2 separate regions of the Arabidopsis thaliana genome follow, and region 1 is linked to region 2. A link is a contact called in public capture Hi-C data. All regions are on one chromosome and are shown on one strand. The core of a region is the stretch at or near the end of the contact, and the rest is flanking DNA. Distances in the headings are between cores, read along the strand shown. Region 1 holds the start of CAS1 (cycloartenol synthase 1). Region 2 holds the start of GRF6 (G-box regulating factor 6).

What was found. Capture Hi-C pulls out chosen DNA fragments and counts their contacts.
Region 1: a contact with region 2 is called in a capture Hi-C map of seedling, with 2.9 times the contacts expected there. The contact joins the promoter of CAS1 here to the promoter of GRF6 in region 2. A contact is called at or near these places in 1 of 26 Hi-C or Micro-C datasets (root) and 1 of 3 other capture datasets (seedling).

The regions. Positions count from the first base shown.
Region 1 is chr2:2,921,368-2,926,400 of TAIR10.1, forward strand. CAS1 (cycloartenol synthase 1) reads left to right here and starts at 2,993. Exons shown (of 18, transcript NM_126681.3): 1 at 2,993-3,459; 2 at 4,254-4,439; 3 at 4,519-4,608; 4 at 4,775-4,969. The coding sequence starts at 3,262. It also overlaps AT2G07042.
Region 2 is chr2:2,424,372-2,429,219 of TAIR10.1, forward strand. It overlaps GRF6 (G-box regulating factor 6), which reads left to right and starts at 1,805. Exons shown (of 3, transcript NM_001335301.1): 1 at 1,805-2,164; 2 at 2,258-2,477; 3 at 2,566-2,952. The coding sequence starts at 1,852. The coding sequence ends at 2,884. ELF8 (binding protein) reads right to left here. Exons shown (of 24, transcript NM_126631.7): 24 at 4,532-4,848. The coding sequence ends at 4,737.

The DNA.
Region 1 (5,033 bases), core at 1,743-4,242, 500 kb after region 2:
TTTAATTTTCTCTTATTTTCTACTTTGCCAAAGAAGGAATATCCTGCGTTTTAGTTGATAAGGGCTAACATCATCAGTCTACATGTTACAATAACATGATCATCACGTGCTCATTGGGTTTTAGTTTCTAAAAGAAAAAAAAAAAGAATAAGAGAAATTAAAGCAGATACACTAAAATTACCTTCTTGCTCATCCCATTAAAGCAAAGAACAAGTGATGGATGGAAACTATTATGGGACGAAAAATTTCAAACATAAAAAGGATGAGACGGGTTTCCAGTTACCAAATGGACATTTCTAAAAGAGCATTATAGAAGACTCTGTTACCTTTAGTATTCTGCTAAAAAGATGGTCAAGATCTCAGGTACAAGTTCTAGATGATAAGCGGCCAACAAAAAGACGAGTGTTCCTATAGCTATCATCATACCGAGGCATTTTCAAACTACAAAGTTAAAAAGGGACAAAAAGAAACACAAATTTTGATCATAACCCGTAAGAAACTATACAACAAGAAAATAACACTTCTCTAACTCAAGACATAAGAAAAGGCCCCAAAGGAAAGTAAAACTTCAATCAAACGCCACTCAGCTAATTCAGAGACAAGGAAGCAATTAATCGGAAAAACCGAAGGTCCGAAGCTAAGGAAACCATCACCGGAGATACATCAAACCAATTTAAAATCATGAATCCTAGCTCGGAAGGCACTAAATTTCAATCTAAATTATCAAATTCAAAAGATTTTTGATACCTAAGAAGGTGAGCACTGCGAAATCGGAAGCCCTAATTTTGAAACAAAATGGGGAAGAAGATAAGACGACAACGATTGTTTTTAAAATAAAAATCTGTACAAATAAATAAATTAATTTGAAAATATTAAATGGGTGTAGGAGTACTAATCGGCTCAACAAAAGTTTATTCTCCTTGACTAATGGGCCAGTGACTTACCAATTTTAACATCTACTATCTTAATAAGAAAATGTGTTGGAAATGGTCCAGAACCTCTAGGACTTATACTTTTTGTAGATTACTACATCTATTTTTTTTTTAAGTTGATTATGAAATTTTAATTATTAAAAATATATTCATATGTCAAATCTATTTTGGTTATAAAGCAAATGAAAGGTGATAGGATTACTTATATTTTGAATAAAATGGCATGAGCTTGCATATTTGTTAGAGAGCTTGAATTATGGGTCACTTAAGTAAATTTTAATTTATAAACTGTAGTTTTGTATAGAAAGTTTAAACTGTTTAAAATTTAATATTCTTTCACAAATATACACATTTCTATTATAAGTTTATAACTATTAGACTTCTAAAACTGTTAAAATTATTTGTTATCAGCAAAATCAAACTATTTATATAAATAAAACATTAATAAATGATGCAAAAATCGTTAAATCTTTAAATAACCAAAATTTCTATTCAAAAATTAAAACTAATCAAACAAAAATAAAAGTATGTACTAAAGTAATTTTAAGAACAAAATAAAAATTTCCAATGAAATGTTACTACATTATGGCTCTGATTGGTGATGACAAAAAGAACAATAGGAATATGAATGAAAAAGAACAAAAAGGAACAAAAAAAAGGAAAATAGTCATAAGTAGGAACCAAGAGGAACATAAGAATTGAACAAAATGATTATGGTAAATGGTAACCAAAAAGGTGAACTAATATTTAACATAAGAATTACTAAAAAAATCATTTATTGAATTTTGTTTATTAATTTCATTTAAAATTAAAGTTCTGTATGAATTTAAAATAAATTAAATTATAAATTTCTCTTCAAAACATTTATTTATTTTATAGTAAAAATTTAAATTATATTACAAATTTAAAATAAATTTCACTTTAAAACATTTATTTATACTAATTTAAAATAAATTCATAACATTCATTAAATTGAAAGTTTGATAAAAAAGTATATATATATATATATATCAATATATACTAAAGATATAGAAAATATTATATATAGAAATATAAATATTATCATAAAGCTATTTTAAATTGATTTAATAAATAAAACGAATTTTATTTTTTTGCTCCTCTTGGTTCCTGTACAATTTTGGGGTGGAACAATTTTGTTCTATCATTCCTTTTTTTTTGAAAAATGATGATGAAAAATGTAGGACCCACATGTCTGAAAATGGAACAAAAATACGTTGTAAATGGTAAAAAAACTAAGGAACAAAGAAGAACACCACTTTCCTACTCATTCTTTTCCTCAAAAGTGGTTATCAATCGGAACCTATGATATATATGTTTTTATATAATTCACTAACAAAAAAAACAATCTTAACTAAAACTTTTTGCAAACACTATTATTTTTACATTACCTTCCACACATCTTATATTTTTAAATATAATGATAAGTGACAAGTTTATGATATATATATATATATATATATATACTATAATTTAATTCACTAACACAAAAAAACATATACAAACTTTAATAAAAAACCATACGATAATACTTACAACCCGCATAATATGCGGTACACAACATTAGCTATTGTGTCATAAATAACACTATACATTTTTCTATGTACATTATAATTTATACACTACAATATATATATCACTAAAAATTATTCTAATATGTTTATTAGAATATAAAATCTCCAAGTACGTGCGGGTCAGAATCTAGTTTGTTATATAAAAATAAAAAACCAAAATGTAATAAAAAAATTTATAATAAACTCTCATAAAAACGAATTAAAAAACATTACTACGTTAAAATAATCTTAAACTTCAACAGTCAAATTATAATAATGTTTATAAATATATATGATGATATTCTTAGAATCAAATCTCGATTTTGGTAGATTTCGATTCGGTTGGATTCTCAACATTTCTTTCAAATTATCTATGATTTTTTTTCTTTCTTTCTTTTTTTAAACATATCTGAACTCTAGAACAAGCGACCGTGAGTCATAAATAAAAGGAAAGAGATCCAAAAATATAAATGCAACTACTTGAAATCGACTAAATATATCGAAATCACGTGACAAATCAGCATTTTATTTATTCTATTAACTTTATAGTTGGTTCCACATCCTTTCACTCTATTCGATGTATTGTACACATCTGGCACAAATCTGCATCTCTGTCTTCTTCTTCGATCCTCGATTTCATCCACAATATACAATAGCCAAATTTCCGATTTTCTCCTCACTGAATCTCTAGAATCCATCGTTGATTCAAACTCATTTTCCGATCAAACGGCATATTTTTCCCTCTCGAGAGAGCGATAATGTGGAAACTGAAGATCGCGGAAGGAGGTAGTCCATGGCTTAGAACCACCAATAATCACGTCGGAAGACAGTTTTGGGAGTTCGATCCGAATCTCGGTACTCCTGAGGATCTCGCCGCCGTCGAAGAAGCTAGGAAGTCTTTTTCGGATAATCGATTCGTGCAGAAACATAGCGCCGATCTGCTTATGCGCCTTCAGGTATTATCTCTGGCTTCTCTTTGTTTCCGTTGACTTTAGTGTGGTCTTGACTGGTGACGAATCTCGCAAGTTTTAGTCAGTGATACTTAGGACTGTGTTGCTTCATCACATTGAAGTTAATCTAATTCATCACTTGACTTGTAATGTGAAATCAATTCAAGGTGATAGGAGCATGTGAACTTAGCTTGTAACTAGATTTGATTGTATCTTACTCCATGGATATGTAGGAGAGTCTAGTTTACAATAGATGGAAAAGTACACAGAGCATATACAACAACAAAAACTAGAGTTAATCTACCTTCGCCATTTTCTCAATGGAAGTGAAAAAACAATCCCAATCTAGAGAAACTAACAAAGCCATATGATTCTTTTACTGATTTATTTACAACGGGAGAGTTGTGATACCAGTTATGCATTTGGTCTAAAGCTGAGATCTGAATATCTGTGTTAACTTATTGCTACCATTATTTGAAGGCTTCTCTTTACTACCTATTGTACTCTCTTGTGTTTCTATAGTTTGTAATCATTTGGCTTTCATTATTTTTATTAGTCTTTGAGTCCATGACTTTCTCTTTAATTTTATGATATTCCATCAGGGCCTGATCTATGGCAATTCTTCGACTGATTGCAATTCTCTGATGTCCAGCCTTTAATTTTCTTCTTAATTTTCTGCTGTCCTATGATATATCCCATGAGGGCTTAATCTATCACACTCCTTTGACAGATTACAGTTATCTGATATTCAACCATTTCTAATCCAATAGTTATCGCTCTCTCTCTTTCTCTGTTTGTAGTTTTCAAGAGAAAATTTGATTAGCCCAGTTTTACCTCAAGTCAAAATCGAAGACACTGATGATGTTACAGAGGAGATGGTGGAAACCACGTTAAAGAGGGGTCTAGATTTCTATTCAACTATACAGGCACACGACGGGCACTGGCCAGGTGATTATGGTGGTCCTATGTTTCTTCTCCCAGGACTGGTCAGTTCATATGTTTCGTGCCTAAGCTTTCTTTTGCAAATTTTACGGAAAACTTGACAAAAACTACTTTTGATTACAGATAATTACACTCTCCATAACTGGAGCACTGAATACAGTATTGTCGGAACAACATAAACAAGAAATGCGCCGTTATCTCTATAATCACCAGGCAAGAAATTTCTCGTATCTTTACTATAATTCTGTTTCCTTGCAATGCTGTACTTGGATTTTCCATCGCAAAATAGATGTTTACACATCTTTCTGTTTCAAAGATTTTCGTCTTCTACTTTCTAATTGTTAAACTAATTTGCACTATTGGTGGCATGTGGTTTCAGAATGAGGACGGAGGTTGGGGTTTACATATTGAGGGCCCTAGCACCATGTTTGGGTCTGTGTTGAACTATGTTACTCTAAGGTTGCTTGGAGAAGGACCTAACGATGGAGATGGAGATATGGAGAAAGGACGAGACTGGATACTAAATCATGGTGGTGCTACCAATATTACATCTTGGGGGAAAATGTGGCTATCGGTACTAAAGTTTTGACCTCTATCTGTCCTTTAAAGTTATCGTATGAAAATTTCTGTTACTTGAC
Region 2 (4,848 bases), core at 555-3,054:
ATATAAATAAATGAAGAAAAAAGTAATCATAATTACCCAAATAAAACAGTTTGTTTATATTCCTTTTTAAAATTTTAAGTAACATCGTTAATGTGCTTAGTGTTCTTTATGTTTTGCTTCCCGTCAATATTAAATAATCTTTACATGGAAATTAATCGGTCTCATATATAAAAGAGAAATTGAAGACGATTAAGATGCTATTAACTTTATTTATGAGTATGTATTATGTGAAACACCTTTTATTTATAACTTCAACATAATCGTTTCTAATCTTTCAAAAAAAACTGCCTAAATATTTTTAAATCGTTACGTCTCAAATATAGTCTTTTTAAATATAGTTAATTTATCAACCTTATATATTTTTGGATAAAAAACATGATTTATATGATCAATTTAGATGTATTTTTAGTATTAGAGGTTTTCCTAAGAAAATAAATCATGTTTTTATGAAGTGTAAGTTTCTGAGGTTTTTTCACAAACCCCCACCATCTGTTAATGCATTGGGTCTAACTTCATTTGATGACCGACTTCAAATGAATTATTTACATAGGCATGAACAAAATTTTAAATTTTGATAATTAAAATAATCTTTAACAAAGAAAAAAGATAATTAAAATAATCACAGTTTTTTTTCTTTTGAGAAATATAAAATAATTTAGAAAAATTCAAAAGAAAACAAAAATAAAAGAGGGAGAAAGAGATGTGGCATGAGTGATGGGTGTGTATGGGAGTGAGTGAGAGCTGTGAAAGGGAAGAGTCGCAGAGAGTGCAGAAGTTTTCAGAGTTTGCAGACTCACTCATTATTTTCCCTCTCTCTCTCTCAAACTTTTTTACTTCTATTCTCATAAATATTTTTTATTCAAAACAATTTATTATTCATGCATAGTGTTTTTAACACAAGTGGACCGTGTACACTTAATTTTATAAATGTCGAATGTGTTGGAGCTACGAGTACTACGAGTCGTCTATCTAACCAAAGATGTCACATTACACGATACGGTTTATTTGATTGAAGAACAAAAATAATGATTTGGTATAATTCAAAATTTATAAACTCATTACAATTGGACTTCTTTCATTTTATTTTCTAATACTATAATGAATGATTAAGAGAATGTTCTTTGTGGTTAGCTAAACCTTTATAACGATCTTTGTAATAGTTGCAATATGCTTACATGTTTCTTTTTTTATAGTTAAAACATTAAGAAGAATAGAAGAGGGACATAAATCCTCTCACTTGGCTATTTACTTACTATATTTAGGATCGAATATAAATGCTAAAAACATCTTAAATATTGTAGGGTTAAATTCAAGCTTCTTTCACAAATAAGTATTTTTTTTTTCTTATTTTTTCTTTCTCACATATACTAAAGTTTGAGATATAAGTTATATGACTCAAAAGATATCATAACAACCCAACATTAGAGCTGAAATTTTTAATGTCTTATTATTTTGTACACAACTTTACCTCTTAAGTTTCATGACTTGTTAGATTTTTTTTTTGTCAACCAAAAATAATTAGAACTTAATAGAGTCAATCCCGAAGGATATTGTTTACGTATACGTATGTAACTTGGTAGATTCTCTTTTCGGTTACCAAATTTTCTCGTTTTTCTAAACGCAAACAAAAGTTACAAACTCCTGAATATAATACGTAAATAAATTAAACATAAGTTATCTATGCCCCTTGTCACAAAATTTAGCTTTTAAGAAGGAAAAGAAAAACCTGAAATGGTGCTTAAGATAAAACCAAAACTAAAGCTGAAAAGAAAATTTTAAGAAATAAGAAAAAGGAATAATAAACAAGAAGAGGACATGAAGCACAGAGATTCTGCAGACTGCAGGTGACCAATGGACACTTTATCAATAAAAACATACCTACTACTCTCTTACACTTTCAATTTTCCAATACAAATCCCAATCTTTAATCTCTCTTTCTTCTTCATCTCTCTTTCTCTTTCTCTCTTCATGGCTACAAGGATTCCATTCACAGAATCACAATGGGAAGAACTTGAAAACCAAGCTCTTGTGTTCAAGTACTTAGCTGCAAATATGCCTGTTCCACCTCATCTTCTCTTCCTCATCAAAAGACCCTTTCTCTTCTCTTCTTCTTCTTCTTCATCTTCTTCTTCAAGCTTCTTCTCTCCCACTCTTTCTCCACACTGTAAGCACACTTTATCTTCTTTGCTTTGTGCTCTATGATGGTTATCCTTAGGGTTTGGTGATAATGTAAACGAATTTGACTCTTTTTTTTCAGTTGGGTGGAATGTGTATGAGATGGGAATGGGAAGAAAGATAGATGCAGAGCCAGGAAGATGTAGAAGAACTGATGGCAAGAAATGGAGATGCTCTAAAGAAGCTTACCCTGACTCTAAGTACTGTGAGAGACATATGCATAGAGGCAAGAACCGTTCTTCCTCAAGAAAGCCTCCTCCTACTCAATTCACTCCAAATCTCTTTCTCGACTCTTCTTCCAGGTTTCAAACACACCTTCCTCCTCTGTTTTACTCTAATGACAACACAATGATTGACTATTTTTTATCTTCAAAACATGTTTGAAAGTAGAAGAAGAAGAAGTGGATACATGGATGATTTCTTCTCCATAGAACCTTCCGGGTCAATCAAAAGCTGCTCTGGCTCAGCAATGGAAGATAATGATGATGGCTCATGTAGAGGCATCAACAACGAGGAGAAGCAGCCGGATCGACATTGCTTCATCCTTGGTACTGACTTGAGGACACGTGAGAGGCCATTGATGTTAGAGGAGAAGCTGAAACAAAGAGATCATGATAATGAAGAAGAGCAAGGAAGCAAGAGGTTTTATAGGTTTCTTGATGAATGGCCTTCTTCTAAATCTTCTGTTTCTACTTCACTCTTCATTTGATCATCTTTTGTTCTTATAACCTTGTATTTCTTGTTAAGATGGTAATGCAAATTCTCTCTTTTTTTGTCTAATTTAATTAGGAGTTTCTTTTTGTGATCCATGCATTATATTAGCATAAAAGATTTAACTTGTGTAAAGTAGTTATATTAGTTTGGTTTCAATGTTTAAATTGTTTCTGCTCATCTCTTGTCAATATTAGTGATAGTACGATGTCACTAAGTCATTGATTAGCAACAAATTTATCAATTCATGTTTCTGTAATTAATTATTTCTGATTCTTTTTGTCAGAAACTTGTTCATTAAACTATTTACTGTGGATAGTAAATAGTTTTTTTTTATAATTAAAACAGTAAATAATTTTTCTTAAAGGTTATGTTATAGAAAAAAATGATGAAGAAAATAAGAAAAGAGTAAAAAAAAGACAGGTTTTGCAATTGAGTTGAGTTGAGTTCTGCTCCCTGACTGAGTTTGGTCAGGTCTGAAAAAGCCACACACCCAATCAAAAGCTTTCTGCTCTGACTCAGTGAGAGAGAAAGACGACTTCTCTTATTCTCATCAAACTGAATTATTATTTCTTCACTCACACACATGAGTACATGACATAAAGCAAATTATACTTGTGTGTGCGTGTAATTTTGTTGCTTATAAACTATAATTGCAGTCAATATGTTCTGAAAAGTTGAAAGAGATCCTACAGAGAGAGAGAGAGAGAGAGAGAGCAACATGAAACCTAAAAACCCAAAAGAAAAATTAAAGTAAAAGGGAACAGAAGAAACTGCAGAAACAGTACCAAATCCTTCAAGACCACACACACACACACCCACGTTTCTGACTCTTCCACTTCCTTCTGACAACACTCTTCTGTATTTTTTATTTCTTTATTTATTTTTAGTTTACTATTTTGCTTTCATTAACCATTGACTACGTATCAAGTTGTTTCAACCGGTGTTTTTACGGCCGACTCGTACCGTCCAGTTAGACGGTTAATCCGCGATCTAGACACTTTTCTGTTTAAATTTAGTGCTAATATCCGACAATTTCAAACTCGAAAATACTCGCCTTAACCTGTGACTCTGTCAACCGGTTGAACCGGCCGAGTGTAAGTTTTAAAAACATTATTTGAGTTTGGAATTAAATATAGCATTTTAGACTATTTGAGTTTGAAAAAAAAATGTTTGAGTTTGAAAAAAAATATTTGAGCTTTATTCAATTATTTTTGGAATTTATTTTCACTTTTTTATCTCATTTGATATTTTAGATTTTGGTGAAGACTTCATAATTCTGCTTTAAGAAAATCAATGAATTGGTGAGAAAGACAACCGAGATTAGTTGTTTGAATTCGAGATATATGTTTTATTAGTTTATTTTCGTCATTGATGATCTCCTAATATATTTGTTACGGGTTTAGACTGCTAGTTGGATTGAAAAATTTAGTCACTTTCTATTATTGTTTGATTTCATATTTTGTTAAACATGATATGATTATTTTTGTTTTATATTTATGAAAATTAAGTAATTTCTATTGACATTAAGTATATTAAGTAAATTTTAATCAATTGACCCGTAGTCCAACCCGGTTGACCCCATGACCTGGTGATCCAGAAGGTAATCCGATTTACTGTCCGGGTCGGGTTTAAAAACATTGAAAAAGAAAAAAGCTTTTCTATTAGTAACAATAGCAAATAAAAACAAGGCTCAATCCAAATAACCCAAAATACAAACTGATCATCCTTGGCCTGTGAATGTAAATTGTCTTCACACTCTGACTACTAGAGAAATTGAATCAATGAAATCTTTGTCACTAAAGTTACAAACACACAAGAGATATCTGTTGTTATGTATGAAATATCTCTCAATTGGCCTCTTCCTCTTCCTCTTCTTCCTCCATGTTAGGATCACCAGCTTCCCCATTGCTCTCTTCTTTTTCTTTCTGGGGGCTTGAATTTGGATGACTCTCCTCCATT